Regions from separate parts of the Sus scrofa genome. Here all the other regions are linked to region 2. Evidence: chromatin contacts called from public Hi-C and targeted proximity ligation data. All regions are on one chromosome and are shown on one strand. The core of a region is the stretch at or near the end of the contact, and the rest is flanking DNA. Distances in the headings are between cores, read along the strand shown.

Region 1 (3,145 bases), core at 133-2,632, 180 kb after region 2:
GGATTATTGTGTATTCAATTCAGCTGAGGAATCAAACAGTAAATATTTAATTCAGCATCTCTAAAATATACCACTCACAGAACTAAATGTACATTTTTAAGCCATAATGTTATGATACTGGCATCTTCATTGGAACATTTTTCACAGCTGTTTCTCCAGTGTGTTTTCTTAACATTAAAATCTTCTGTGTATTGGAAAGAGAATGTACTTTGGAGCCAAGGCATGATGATCCCATCTCTGGCACGTTCTAGCTCTATGTCTTGGTATAGGATATAACTCTAGCTCTGTTTCCTCATCTGTAAGATGGGAATGATAATATTGTCCTGTGCTTCACTAAAGGGCCATGAAAATTAAGTGACAGGATATGCCTATGTGAAAGCACTTTATAAACATGGAAAAGGATAGGAATACATATTGGCTCATCCAGTTACAGGTCTCCTAACACGAGGTGCGCATGAGCTGAGGAGAAGGCATCAAATGGAATCTGGTGCCTCATTTTACATGCAGAACCTGCCTTTTTGCAAGAGAAGGGCCTGGATGTCACATCCCAGTGACAGGATTTTAAAGGATGAGAATATTTGAGAAAAGGCTTCAGTGGTGCACACTCTTGGCTTCTGGAACCCGTGACCACTTCAGTCACCTCAGTGTGACCCAGGTGAAAGCAGTGTGCAGTCTAAGGCTTTGTAGTGCTGCGGTGTTGGGGCAGTGCCTGGCCCCAGACCTCAGAGCTTCACTGTCCTCTCCTGCCTCTGGACAACGTTGCCATGGGAGAGAGAAGGCACGCTTTTATTTTTCTGTTTGCCGGAAGAGACGAGTCCCATCTGAGGAGTCTGTGTCTGCAGGATTCACCGTGATTCCTGGAAGCAGAGCATGTGGCGTGTGTAGTCAGATTGCCCCCGTCTGGAGGAGACAGCCTGTGCCTCCTGATCTTCAGAGCTCCCCGTTCCTGTGGCCCCTGCACTGCACTCCTGGGGCTCCCACTTCCTGCTGAGCGATTTCAGCGAAAGGGAAGGGAAGCAGGGAAGCGGGGTGCTTTTCTGTGTATTGTTTGGAGGGTGTAAGACGGAAAACATTCTGGTTGTCAGGCCCTGTGCTAACTTGGAACTGGTCTAAAGTTGTTGCAACAAAAATAAACAGGGTTTGATTTCAGTTTGTTTAGGTCTTGCCCTCCACCCTAGGAAGCATCTCATCCTGCTTATCCCATAAGCAGCTTTCTCTTCTCACTTCAGTATCCTCCCCAGGCCCCCGGCTGTGTAAACAGACATTCAAGTTGTTCTAGTTAAGTTGGGGGAAACCTCTGAATGGCATCGTCTTATCTAGGCTCCAGCCCCATGTTCTTAATTCACAGACGTCTGCTGCACAGAAGGGAGGCCAGCACCCGTGTTTCCAGAGAGATTAGTAGCAGGTGCCTCTCGCCTCTTATTTCTGTCCAGGAAGCCAACTCTGACTGTGTACCGTCTCATGAGGGAGAGGAGGACACCCCTCTAGGAGGATTACACTTTGTCCAGGAGATGCAATCAGACTAAAGTCAGTCCGCAGAGCCTGCAGGAGGCTGCTGGTGGAGTCTTCCTGGCAGCACTCGGGCTGCAACAGGGTGAACCACCTCTAGTAGGTGCAGAAACTCCTCTGGTGCAGAAACCAGCCACTCTGGGAAGCCCAGTGACTTCTACCTCACAGTTTTCTTAACAAGACTTTATATTCTGATTCTCACGTACATAGTTTCCTTTAAGTTCTGAAGGAAACTTTGTTTTCCTTCTTAGTCAGCCCTCCTTGACTGTCATGGTTCCTGCCTGCCTTTTAGACTACATTATCTATTTTCAGAATGATTTCTGTGTGTATCATCTCCATGTGCCTGTATGTGCATCTTGGATTGTAAAGCCATACAAGACGAGACCTTTTTTAAAGTTGACAGTAATATGTTTCCTTGAACTTCTATATGTGAAGTGCTTAATCAGCCCATAACAGATGCTTAATACAAGGATTAGCAAGTTCTGTTATTGAGAAACTCTGTCTCCTGGCATGCAGTAGGAGTCAGCCAGAAGTCACCATGTTTACTAGTTCAGTGAGAATTCAGGAACGTTTATACTTTCTCTGTTCACTAGGAACCCTGTGCCATCCATCACCTCTTCTTTCCCGTATGTTGAAGAAACCTGAAAGGCTCTCTTGGCCTTTATAAAGAGACCTCGACTCCCATCCCAAGAAACAGAATAAAATAAAGCAAGAAGGGGACGTCCAAGAAAAGTCTTAAAACTGGGGTCAGATCTGCCTTTGGTTAAATTAAGGCATTATGTGGAGGTAGGAGTCAGCCTACCTGGCAATATTTGCCTCAGGTTTTTCTTTTTATATAAGTGAATTAAGAGCATGTGCTTTATGTATTAGAAGCTAGATGTTACAAGATAAAGTACTCAAGGTTTGAGGTAAATCAATAAATACGTTTTGCATTTTTAGCCAAAAACCTTTCATCGTTTGCTGATGGAATTACTGTGTATTAGAACTCTGCCTCACCAAAAGCGTCTAGGCCACCTGTGTCTGTTTTTCATAAGACTTCAGTTGAGTTCCACTCTTATATTCTTTTAGTCTAGGAAGGTCCAGCAAGCCAGCATATTCAAAATCAGGGAGTTCCCTTCACGGCTCAGGGGGTTAAGGACCCGATGTTGTCTCTGTGAGGATATCAGCGTTGCTGTGACTGTGGTGTAGGCTGGCAGCTGCAGCTCTGACTCAACCCTTAGCTAAGGAAGGTCCATGGCTGTAAAAAGAAAAAAAAAAAAAAAAATCCGTCATCGTCTTCTTTGTCCGCAGATCTCTATCCATTTCTTAGTGACCTCATTTATTTGCTCAGAGTTCTTCTTCGTTGTGATTTCTCTTTGTCTCCACTTTATGTTTTAAAAAAATTTGTAAAGTAGAGCTGGTTTCTCAAACAGGAGGCACTCACATTCCATTGATTCTCTAGATGGGGCATTTGTGCCCAACATGTGCCCTGCTTGGGATCTAAAAATTCAAGGATCTCACAGGCCAGCGATTGCAATGTCTTGTCAGTTAAGAGAGAGTAAAATACGAGGTAATAGTAGTATCTCATTCCTTTGTTGGAGTTAGAGAAAGAGTATTTGTAATTCATTGTTATAGTCATAAGCCAGAATTTTAAAAA
Region 2 (2,931 bases), core at 366-2,865:
TTTATTAATTCACTAATTTTATTGACCATGTAACACATCCTGTAATGGTGGGCCATTACAGAGCCAATCATTTTGAGAACCTTTTCTGACAGCTACATAAAAGAAACAAGGATGCATGACTTCAGCTGTTTCTTTACCTGGTTTAACACAAAGAATATTTACCCCAGATCTTCTTTATTAGTAGGTTCACAATAAATGAAAAATTGAAAACCCACCACATCTGTCCACGAGCTTGGGAAAGGGGCAATGTGAGATGACATTAATGATGCATAAAATACGCAGGTCCAATCATGTCAAGACTTGTCGTAATCCAGTGTTCAGCCTTACTCAAGGGAGAAAAATTCACCTCCACTTTCCACTCGCCCCCTCCGATAATGTAGTACCTCGGCACAGACGGCAGAGCGACGAAACAGACAAGATGTAGGCAGTTAAAATGCAACTCAAGCTACGGAGGCCCCCAACAGTCGTCCCCCCGCCCCGGAATATTTACCTAGACGATTTAAAGCACTTAATTAATTCACCAGCAGCTTCGCTGGAGGCGTCTCGAGCTTCCCGAGACTCCATTACATAAGATCTTTTACAAAGTCTATTCCCAGCTCCAGTGGAAGATGGATTCTCGTCCAGTTTTGCGGAGGTTCCATGCATTTGCTTCCCTTTCCCGGGGTTCGATCCGGCGGGTACTCCAGCCAAGGGCTGCAGCAATTCTCCCCCACCCCGCCCCGAGCTCCGGGGTCCCCAGCCATTCTCGGAACTCAAAGCCGGCACCGGAGGTGCAGCCGTCTCGCCCTCAGGACTCCCAGGCCAGCCACGGTGGACCTGGGGCCGGCGGGCGCTCGGGACGCCGCGACTCTGGTAGCTCGCCGGATGCGCCTCGCTCCCCGAGCCGCAGCGAGCGGGCGACGCCAGAACGGGCGAGGCGCGCGAAGACCCCGCTGCAGGGCCGGCTCGGTGCGCCGGGCTCCGGAGGCACAGGAGGAGCGTGGGGGGGGTGGGGGGAGGCGTGCGAGGGAGGAAGGGCCCGGCCGCCGGGTAGGGAGGGCGGAGGAGGGGGAGGGAGCCGGCCGGGCCGGGAGGGGTGGGGGGCAGCCAATGAGCGGCGCGCGGCGCGGGCTGGGGGATGAGGTAGGATGGGGGAGGGCGCAGCCGGAGCGGCAGAGGCTCGAGCCATAAACAAGCGCCCGGAGGAGCGGCGCAGGAGTGAGGCGAACCAGGCGCGCGGAGCGGACGCCGCGGACCTTCTGCTGCGCCACCGCGCCCACTCGGCTGCTCGGGAGGCGGGGACCGGCCCGGAGGCTGCGCCGCCACCGCAACCGCCACTGCCGCGGGGCCGGCCGACGCGGAGGAGGAGAGGGAGGAGGCGCCGCCAGCCGGAGCTGGAGCCGGGCGCAGCCGCTGCCGCCGCCGCCAGAAGTTTGGGTTGAACCGGAGCTGCCGGGAGGAAACTTTTTTTCTTTTTTCCCCCTCCCTCCCGGGAGGAGGAGGAAGAGGGGAGGCCCCCGCTGGCGCCAACGCTAGTGGGCTCGGGGTCGGCGCGGCCCGCAGAGGGGGCGGGGGCCTCGCCCCGCCAGGGGAGGCGCGCCCCGGGGGCCCCGAGGGGGGCGGCGAGGACCGCGGGCTGCGGGTGCGGCGGCGGCGGCGCGTGTGCCCCGCACAGGGGAGGGCGCCCGCCCCGCTCCCGGCCCGACTGCGAGGAGGAGGCGGCGGCGCAGGAGGATGTACTTGGTGGCGGGGGGCAGGGGGCTGGCCGGCTCGCTGCTGGGGCTCTTGCTGCTGCTGGCGCGCTCTGGCACCCGGGCGCTGGTCTGCCTGCCCTGCGACGAGTCCAAGTGCGAAGAGCCCAGGAGCTGCCCCGGGAGCATCGTGCAGGGCGTCTGCGGCTGCTGCTACATGTGCGCCCGCCAGAGGAACGAGAGCTGCGGCGGCGCCTACGGGCTCCACGGAGCCTGCGACCGGGGGCTGCGCTGTGTCATCCGCCCCCCGCTCAATGGCGACTCCATCACCGAGTACGAAGTGGGCGTCTGCGAAGGTACGGCCGCCCGCCGCGTGCCCCCTCCCACCTGGCCCGCGCCGCCCCCTCTGCGCTGGCTGCGCGGAACAAAGTTTGGCTGAGACTTTCCCGAGGAGAGAGGGCTCCGCGGGAGGAGGGATGCCCCCGCCCCCGGCAGAGAGCCCCGCGTCCCTGGGTTCCCGCTCGCTGTTCCCCCTGATGCCTGGCAGGCCGCGGTTGAGGTTGGATTTCGTGGGTGGAGGCTAGAGAGAGGGGAGTCGCCCCCGGCCGCGTACAGAAGCTCACACGTGTGGCCTATCGGGCTGCGGCTGGGTGGGGTGTCCCGGCTGTGCTCCCCGACGTGGGGGCGCCACGGGCAGGGGGCACTGCAGAGGCTGTCGCGAGCCCCTCGGGGAGTCCAGCCCCTGCCGCCCTCCCCGCACTAGCGCAGTGTGGAACCAAGTGCTTCACCGTGTCCGCAAAAGTCCATTTTCTGCTGGCGGAGACGTGTCTCCAGCTCACACTCCCTGTGTGACTCTTTTATTATTTTTTCCTTGCTCTTTTCCGTCACCCCCTTCCTCCTCCTGCGCATATAAATCAATTTCAGCTCCGGAATATGTCAGCCCAAGGGAAGTTACATACGGTGGTTACTCATTTATTTGCCTATTGAAAATGGTCAGAGGCTTTCTCTCCTGAATGAAGGGGCGGAGAGCGGGGGGCTTGGACCTAGGGGTGAAAAGTTGTTTCTATTAGAGGCTGCTTTTTAAGATCAGATATCCACGTGTTTCTAATCGTGTTGCCAGTTACTTCTATTTGTGTGTTTAATGGCGAGGATTGTTCTGCTGGTTTTTCCACTAAGTATTGTGCACCGCGGTGTCTGATGGAGGGAGAGTGATTAGATTCGTGGAGCCTTCCTCCGTGGGAGAAGCACTGTTGGGGGTGTA
Region 3 (3,274 bases), core at 301-2,800, 130 kb after region 2:
GGTGCCACTACCTGGTTTTTAGCTAGATTTTTTTTAATATCACAATTAGGGACTGAGAATAATCTACGAGTTTATTTTCCAGTAATGCCAGGCATAAATGCTATCTAGGTTGATTCCTAATGTCAGAGAGACCCTAAGGACAGAGCGCCATTTTCTGTTTTTAAATATCTCTTTGTTTTATAATTAAAGGTAAAATGAGGTGCGGGGGAGGGATTTTTTGGCTGCAGGATGTAATGACACAACTGTGATGACACAGCGAGAAAAATGCAGGCTTTGTGGGCAAGTGTGAGGCCAGCTCGGCTGTGACACCCAGTGCAGAAGACAAGTCCACCATCCCTGATCACACTTGATGTCAAATCTGATCTGCTCTCTCATCTCGGGCCATGGCTGGACCCTGCTCAGGTGGACCTGAGTATTCTTTAGGCCAGTGTGTGCAGTCTCTCCAGCTGGGAGGATTGATGGTTTCAATGACCTTGGGGATGTCAGAGCCAACACCAGGAGTATCATTTTTCAAGAACTGGGAACAACATAGGTAATATTTTACAAGGTAGCATTCAGTATCAGGAGTTGAGTTTGCTAGTAAACAAATTCCGTACTTATGGTTGGGCAAATGGGTACTTTGCTTTATACTCTTTCTGTTTCTCTGAAACAAAAGCAAAATCCACTTCCCATTTCACACAGGAAATCACAGCCTTATTTGTAGATCATTACAGCTAAATACCAGGTATATTATTCTATCTACTTCAGTATTTTATTTTTAAATTTTTTTAGTTAAAATATAGTTGATTTACAATGTTGTGCTAATTTCTGTTCCTCAGCACAGTGGCCCAGTTGTACGTATGCATACATTCTTTTTTAACGTTCTCTACTTTAGTATTTTAAAGATTTTTCCATAATACAAACTTTGAGTGTTACCTACAGAGTTATTATCTGAAACTGAGCTGAGTTTCAGGCAGGCCTTATCATTCTGCTAACCTGGACTTAACCAGCTCTTGAAGTGAGAGAGTAAGAGATTGATTCGCTGCCTCTGGATCCTTAATAATTCTCTGGACCTTTGATGGAATGGGATTAAAGCAAACCATCAACTCTCTTTCTTCCTGCCACCTGGCTTTCTTGGATCCCTTACTTGGGGACTCCTGTCCCTGCTTGGGACAGTGTTGAAGAGAGGGTATTAGGCACATCTCGACCTCTGTGGATTTAGTAAGCCCCTTCAGCCTCAGCGCATTCACTAGATTGTGTGCTGTGGTCCTCTGAGGGCCTAGAGGTCTTTGAGCTGCCGAGGAGACTGTCCTTCTTCTTGTTCAGTACTCATGTTCTGGGAGCGCTCTGTTCTTCCCTGAAAATTCTGATGGTAGAGTTTGAATCCAGCTACCCTTCAAATGAGATTTCTACTGGGCTGCCGGAAAAGTCTGTACCAGGCACATATCTGGGTGGGAATTCCTTGAAATAAGAAAAATATGTTTCTAGCCCTGCCCATAATACTTCCTCACCAAACAGTATCTCAAATGATTAAGCTACTGCTTCTGTGGCAAGGAATCAAACATAGTTTGGCTGACCCAAGAGGCAGTGAAGTCAAAGATGCCACAGGGTCACATGATATTAGTGTTCTGGTACTTAAAAGGGATCAAAACTCAGTTTATGGGTGGTATTGCTTCAGTGCCATATACTATGCTATAATTAGTAGGCCAAGAATAATAAAATATTCATAATAGTTCAAAGACTGTTAGGCATGTTGTTTCATCCTTTAACTCTAAGTGTCCTGGAAACTAGTTCCATAAATGGAAATTAAAATATAGCCCAGTGTGGTTTTTTTCCTTGCTTGTCCAAATAAGGTCATATATGAGGTAACAAACGCATAGCCATGATCATGTGTCAGCCTGGGTAGGCCTTTAACCTAAGCATCTGAAATTGTTCATGAATGAATATCAGTATTTTTTATTTTCTCTGGGAATGTAAAGTATCTCTAGGTATTTCAAACATTAGAATGTTATAGTCCAGAGCTGATTCTGAAACACGCAATTAGAGAAACCTCTGCCTCTGATTTTCCAGCATTCAGCAAGCAGTTCTGGCTGTTAAGCAGTTCCCTGTTGAAGTAGCCTGCAAGGGGCAGGTTCCTCTTTATTTCCTCTGCTGTCCACTTCCCACACCTAAAAGGGCATTATTGCCAGGAGTCTCATAATTTTCCTACAAAGATAATAATCGAATCTAATACTTCAGACTTGGGCCTGCTAATTTTCATCTAATCAACAGAGGCAGGAAAACATAGTCTGGAATGCCAACTATGTGAATGAAAAATATTTAGTCATTCTTGAAATGATAGGAATGTTTTTCCAACAAGCTTAAATAAACACAATCCCTACTGAGACTGTGTTAGACTTTTTTGGATAAGAGACAACTCTTAGGCAACCAAACAGAAGTTAATGAAGGTTATTAAGAGGTATGCCCTTCGGAAAAGGCTTGTGGATGTTAAAAAGAAGGTTTCCATTTTCTTTATGGTACAACCATTGATCAGAAGCAGCAGAACTGATTTCCTTTTAGCTTTTGTCAATTTAATAGAATTTAACATTTTAACTGGTAATCACATTGTTTACCTTTCAAGGTATGTCCTGCTTTGCTAGCCGTGGCTTATTAGGCCATCTTAGTTTAAAATCCTCACCTGCATCTCCTTCCACTAATTGCCTCAATTCTAAGGAATGAATTGGTCTCAACAGACATGTATTTAAAGCACCTGACAGTACTTTTTATGTAAAGCTTTTCTATTTGTTCCCACCAAAACAAGGTTCAACTATAAAGTAATAAAATTATTTTAAACAATAAGAAATTAATTGTAACCGTACCAGGATGTACACATCCAAGTGGCATGCTTTTCCTTTCAAAATAGATGAAAAAAAAACTGTACAGCTATTGCAGGAATACAGCCATCCAGAATATTTTTGGTACTTCTCTGCTGAAACTGAGGTTAGCAAATCCTTTTGAATATCCTTAGCTTTGTAAACCCCTGACTTTAAAGGTTTATTAGACTCTAGGAAACAGTCAGAGTCATTCAAATCTAAGTCTGGTGGAAAGGCTGGGTGATCTAGCTGCATAAAACTATTCAGAGGAAGCAAAAAGTGACAGTAAAATAAAGACACTCTGTCTTCTCTGACATAGTAATTTCCTCTGAAAGCAACTCTGAAGAGAAGTTTCAAATAAAATTTTAACATGAACATCATTTTAGCACAGGCATATAGCCCCCACAAGTGAGTGCTTTTAGCAATAACACTTATTTGTAAGT
Region 4 (3,029 bases), core at 317-2,816, 250 kb after region 2:
CAGATAAGTCTTCTGATTCACAGGAAAAGAGACCATCAGGTGACAGGCCTCTTCCTATGCCCATGGATCTTTCTCTCCCAAGAATTCTTCCCTAACCTCTAATCTCTCCATTCCATCAATGCTCTGAAAACCCATCTCTGCCCACAACCTCAGTGTTAATTTCACCCTCTACCTCTCCCATGGCTCCTGTCCCCAGACATTATAATACTATCAAATTCCCACACTCTCCTTCCGGTATCTTTTAGAGTAAAACCATGGTATATAATTACAACCCTTATTTAACCAAATTATAACTAGGGTTCTAGAAGTTTAAATAAATTCTGTCCCTCCATCCCCCTAGCTTTCATAAATCCCTGTGAATTTTCTATCATTGTGCTTAGATGATTTCTGTAATAATTACCTGTTTATGCACTGGTCTCCCTGTGAGACTAGAAGATCCTTACGATTAACAACCAGAGCTTTCTGGTTTTGCCTCTGAGGGGACTTGCACACTACCTGGGCTCTCAGATGGAACCAATAAATTCCTGTGGCATAAATGCTGCTTCAATGTTGGTACCTTTGCATGTGCTATATCCCTGAGCTAGAATAGTAAACCTCTCTTCACCTGCCAGGCAAACTACCACTCATCCATCAGGATCCAGTTTTTCACTTTCTCTATAGTCTCTCTCTCTCTGTCTCTCTCTTTCACACTCACACTGGCCCTTTTAAATCCCCCATATTTTGCACATATATCCCCTAGAGCGTTTGTCACACCCGTACAAATGTTTGTTTACAAATCTAACTCCCACCCTAGGTTGCGCTCAGCTTGAGAGGGGTAACAGTCAGTCATCTTGGTATTCCCAGTGAGAAGCAGCTTCTGGCACTTAGCAGGCGCTTAATAAATTCGAGTTGAATGAATGAAAGGCTACACAAGTCCCCGAGAAGGTACTCTAGCTAACTACAGCGTTCTATATAAGGAGACTCCCCTCTAAACCGAATAGGTTTGATTTCTAGGAAGGAAGAGAGGTTAAGGGCTGAGGCAGACATGGGAGCAGGGGATTTAAATTGCCAGAGGCTCAGAGGCCGAAAGCCCCAAGGAAGAAGGTGGGAGAACAGGCAGGGGCGGGACTCCAGAGTAGACAGAGGCGGAAGAAGGGCGCTGGGAGGAGCCTTCGGCCGGAGTCCCGCCAAGGCTGCGGACCGAGGGCGGGCTAGGAGCGGGCAGGGCGAGGGGCTGGACGAGGGGCAGTGGGAGCTCCCGCCCGCTCCCGGCCGGCGCCCACACTCACTCGTCCCCCTGCAGGAGGCTGCACTCGGTGATGGGCCGCACCGCCGCCCTCGGGGGCTCGGCGCCAGGACCCAAGGGGCGGAAACACAGGCTCAGTTTCTCCTCCAAGCTGCAGGCCAGCGCCCGGAAGCCATCGCCTCCCCCGTCCGGCCCTGCCCCGGAGTCGGGGCTCGCGTTACAGTTTTCCTGGTCCTGGAGGCTCCGGGCCGGCTCCTGGAACTCATAGAAATCCTGCCAGTCCCCGTCAGCCGCCATCGCCGCCCGGTGCTGTCGCGCGCCCCGCCCCGGCCCCGGCCAGGCCCCTCCCCGCCGTCAGGCCCCGCCCCGGAGCACCGCCCCCACCCTATGCCCCGCCCCCACCCACCCGCCAGGGCTTGAACTTGTGCTGGGACTCCCAGGTTAGGGGTCTTGCCTTTTCCTGAGCCTTCTAAGTTGATCGAGGTCCCGGTAGAAATGGAAACCTTAACTGCGTTGAGTCATTTCCTATAGTCGATCATTCAAGAATAGCTGCTTCTTTGATTTCCTTAGTGGGAACCTGGCCTAAATGAGGCCGAAATAAAGGACTTCTTTAAACTTGCACCAGGTGTTGGACTATTCCCCAAATCATTCCCCCAGGGCAACCTGCTCCTTCCGGTAACTTTCCAACCAGAAGGTCAACCATAATTACTTGGAAATGCTTAAGTAGTAGCCAAATTCATTCCACAAATGTTTTATGTTTCTCACAGCCAAATCATGGGCTAGATCCTCTGTAACACACAAAGATGAATGATTATGAATAGTATTTGCAAAGCCCCTGGAACATTGCCTGACAGTAAGTACCAAATAAGGTTATATAATTAATACATGACTGCTCCCCACAAGGGGCTTACGATGTAGCTAGAGTGATAAAACTAGAAATCAATTCTGTATATCAAATAAAAAAGTATTATTGGAAGTAGAGAAGTACTATTTAGTGTCTATTGAGTTTGTTTTAGCAAGATGAAAGTTCTGGAAATGGGTGGTGCTCAAGATTATGAATGTACTAATACCACTGAACTGTACACTTAAATATGGTTAAGATGGTAATTTTATGTCCATTTTACCATTAAAAAAAATAAGGGAAAAGCTATGATTCTGAGGGAGTGGAATATGTAGAGGCAATAAATACCTAGAAGTTGACAGGAGCATTATCTTTGGACTGTAATAATCAAATATTTCATTTAGAAATTGGGACAGGAGTTCCTCCTGTGGCTCTTCTGCCTGGTGCCGTGAGTAAAAGGAGCCGGCACTGCCACAGCTGCAGGGTAGTACTGGCCTGAGAACTCCATATGCCCCCAGGGGGGCCAAAAAAAAAAAAAACAGGAAAAAAAAAGGAGGGGGAGGACATAATTGGGTCACAAAAGATGAATTACTATTTTGAAAAATAAATATGAAGTTAATATAGAACTAAGATTTTTCCCAGTTTGATTTATCCATGTCTTGACAACATGGAAACCTATCCTCAAGAATACATGTTAATATAAAAACTTCCTATTTACCTTTCCAATGAATTTTATCTCGTATTTCAATGATTTGTCCCATATTTAATAAGATACTTCTATGAATTGAACCCAAGAAACTGTTGATAATTACTTTAAAGGTAATATCTTTACCTTCTGCTTTCCCTTGAAACCATGAAGGGGCAGGTTGTTTCGTGCTACTTGGCCAAGAGCTAGAACTCATTACTCATTAATAGTTTTGGAGTTGATTAGAAAACATTCTAGCTTAGCTGGCAGTCACCTAT

The links. A called contact is a pair of places that touch in the nucleus more often than the background predicts.
Region 1: a contact with region 2 is called in a targeted proximity ligation map of skeletal muscle, with 4 times the contacts expected there. A contact is called at or near these places in 1 of 5 promoter capture datasets (liver), 4 of 47 Hi-C or Micro-C datasets (embryonic fibroblasts, fetal heart ventricle, fibroblasts and 1 more) and 1 of 2 datasets of targeted methods (skeletal muscle).
Region 3: a Hi-C map of omental adipose tissue shows a contact between it and region 2, with 2.2 times the contacts expected there. A contact is called at or near these places in 2 of 5 promoter capture datasets (fetal skeletal muscle and liver), 2 of 47 Hi-C or Micro-C datasets (embryonic fibroblasts and omental adipose tissue) and 1 of 2 datasets of targeted methods (skeletal muscle).
Region 4: a targeted proximity ligation map of skeletal muscle shows a contact between it and region 2. A contact is called at or near these places in 1 of 47 Hi-C or Micro-C datasets (skeletal muscle) and 1 of 2 datasets of targeted methods (skeletal muscle).

Annotation. Positions count from the first base shown.
Region 1 is chr3:103,636,523-103,639,667 of Sscrofa11.1, reverse strand. All of the region lies in intron 12 of CRIM1 (cysteine-rich motor neuron 1 protein), which reads left to right. Among named protein-coding and RNA genes, the nearest start is that of FEZ2, 72 kb to the right of the region's middle.
Region 2 is chr3:103,814,140-103,817,070 of Sscrofa11.1, reverse strand. CRIM1 (cysteine-rich motor neuron 1 protein) reads left to right here and starts at 1,615. Exons shown (of 16, transcript XM_021087639.1): 1 at 1,615-2,026. The coding sequence starts at 1,714.
Region 3 is chr3:103,682,402-103,685,675 of Sscrofa11.1, reverse strand. All of the region lies in intron 7 of CRIM1 (cysteine-rich motor neuron 1 protein), which reads left to right. Among named protein-coding and RNA genes, the nearest start is that of FEZ2, 120 kb to the right of the region's middle.
Region 4 is chr3:103,564,751-103,567,779 of Sscrofa11.1, reverse strand. FEZ2 (fasciculation and elongation protein zeta-2) reads right to left here and starts at 1,566. Exons shown (of 8, transcript XM_003481247.4): 1 at 1,269-1,566. The coding sequence starts at 1,522. It overlaps LOC110260145 (a long non-coding RNA gene), which reads right to left. Exons shown (of 3, transcript XR_002342996.1): 2 at 1,935-2,013; 3 at 1,639-1,807.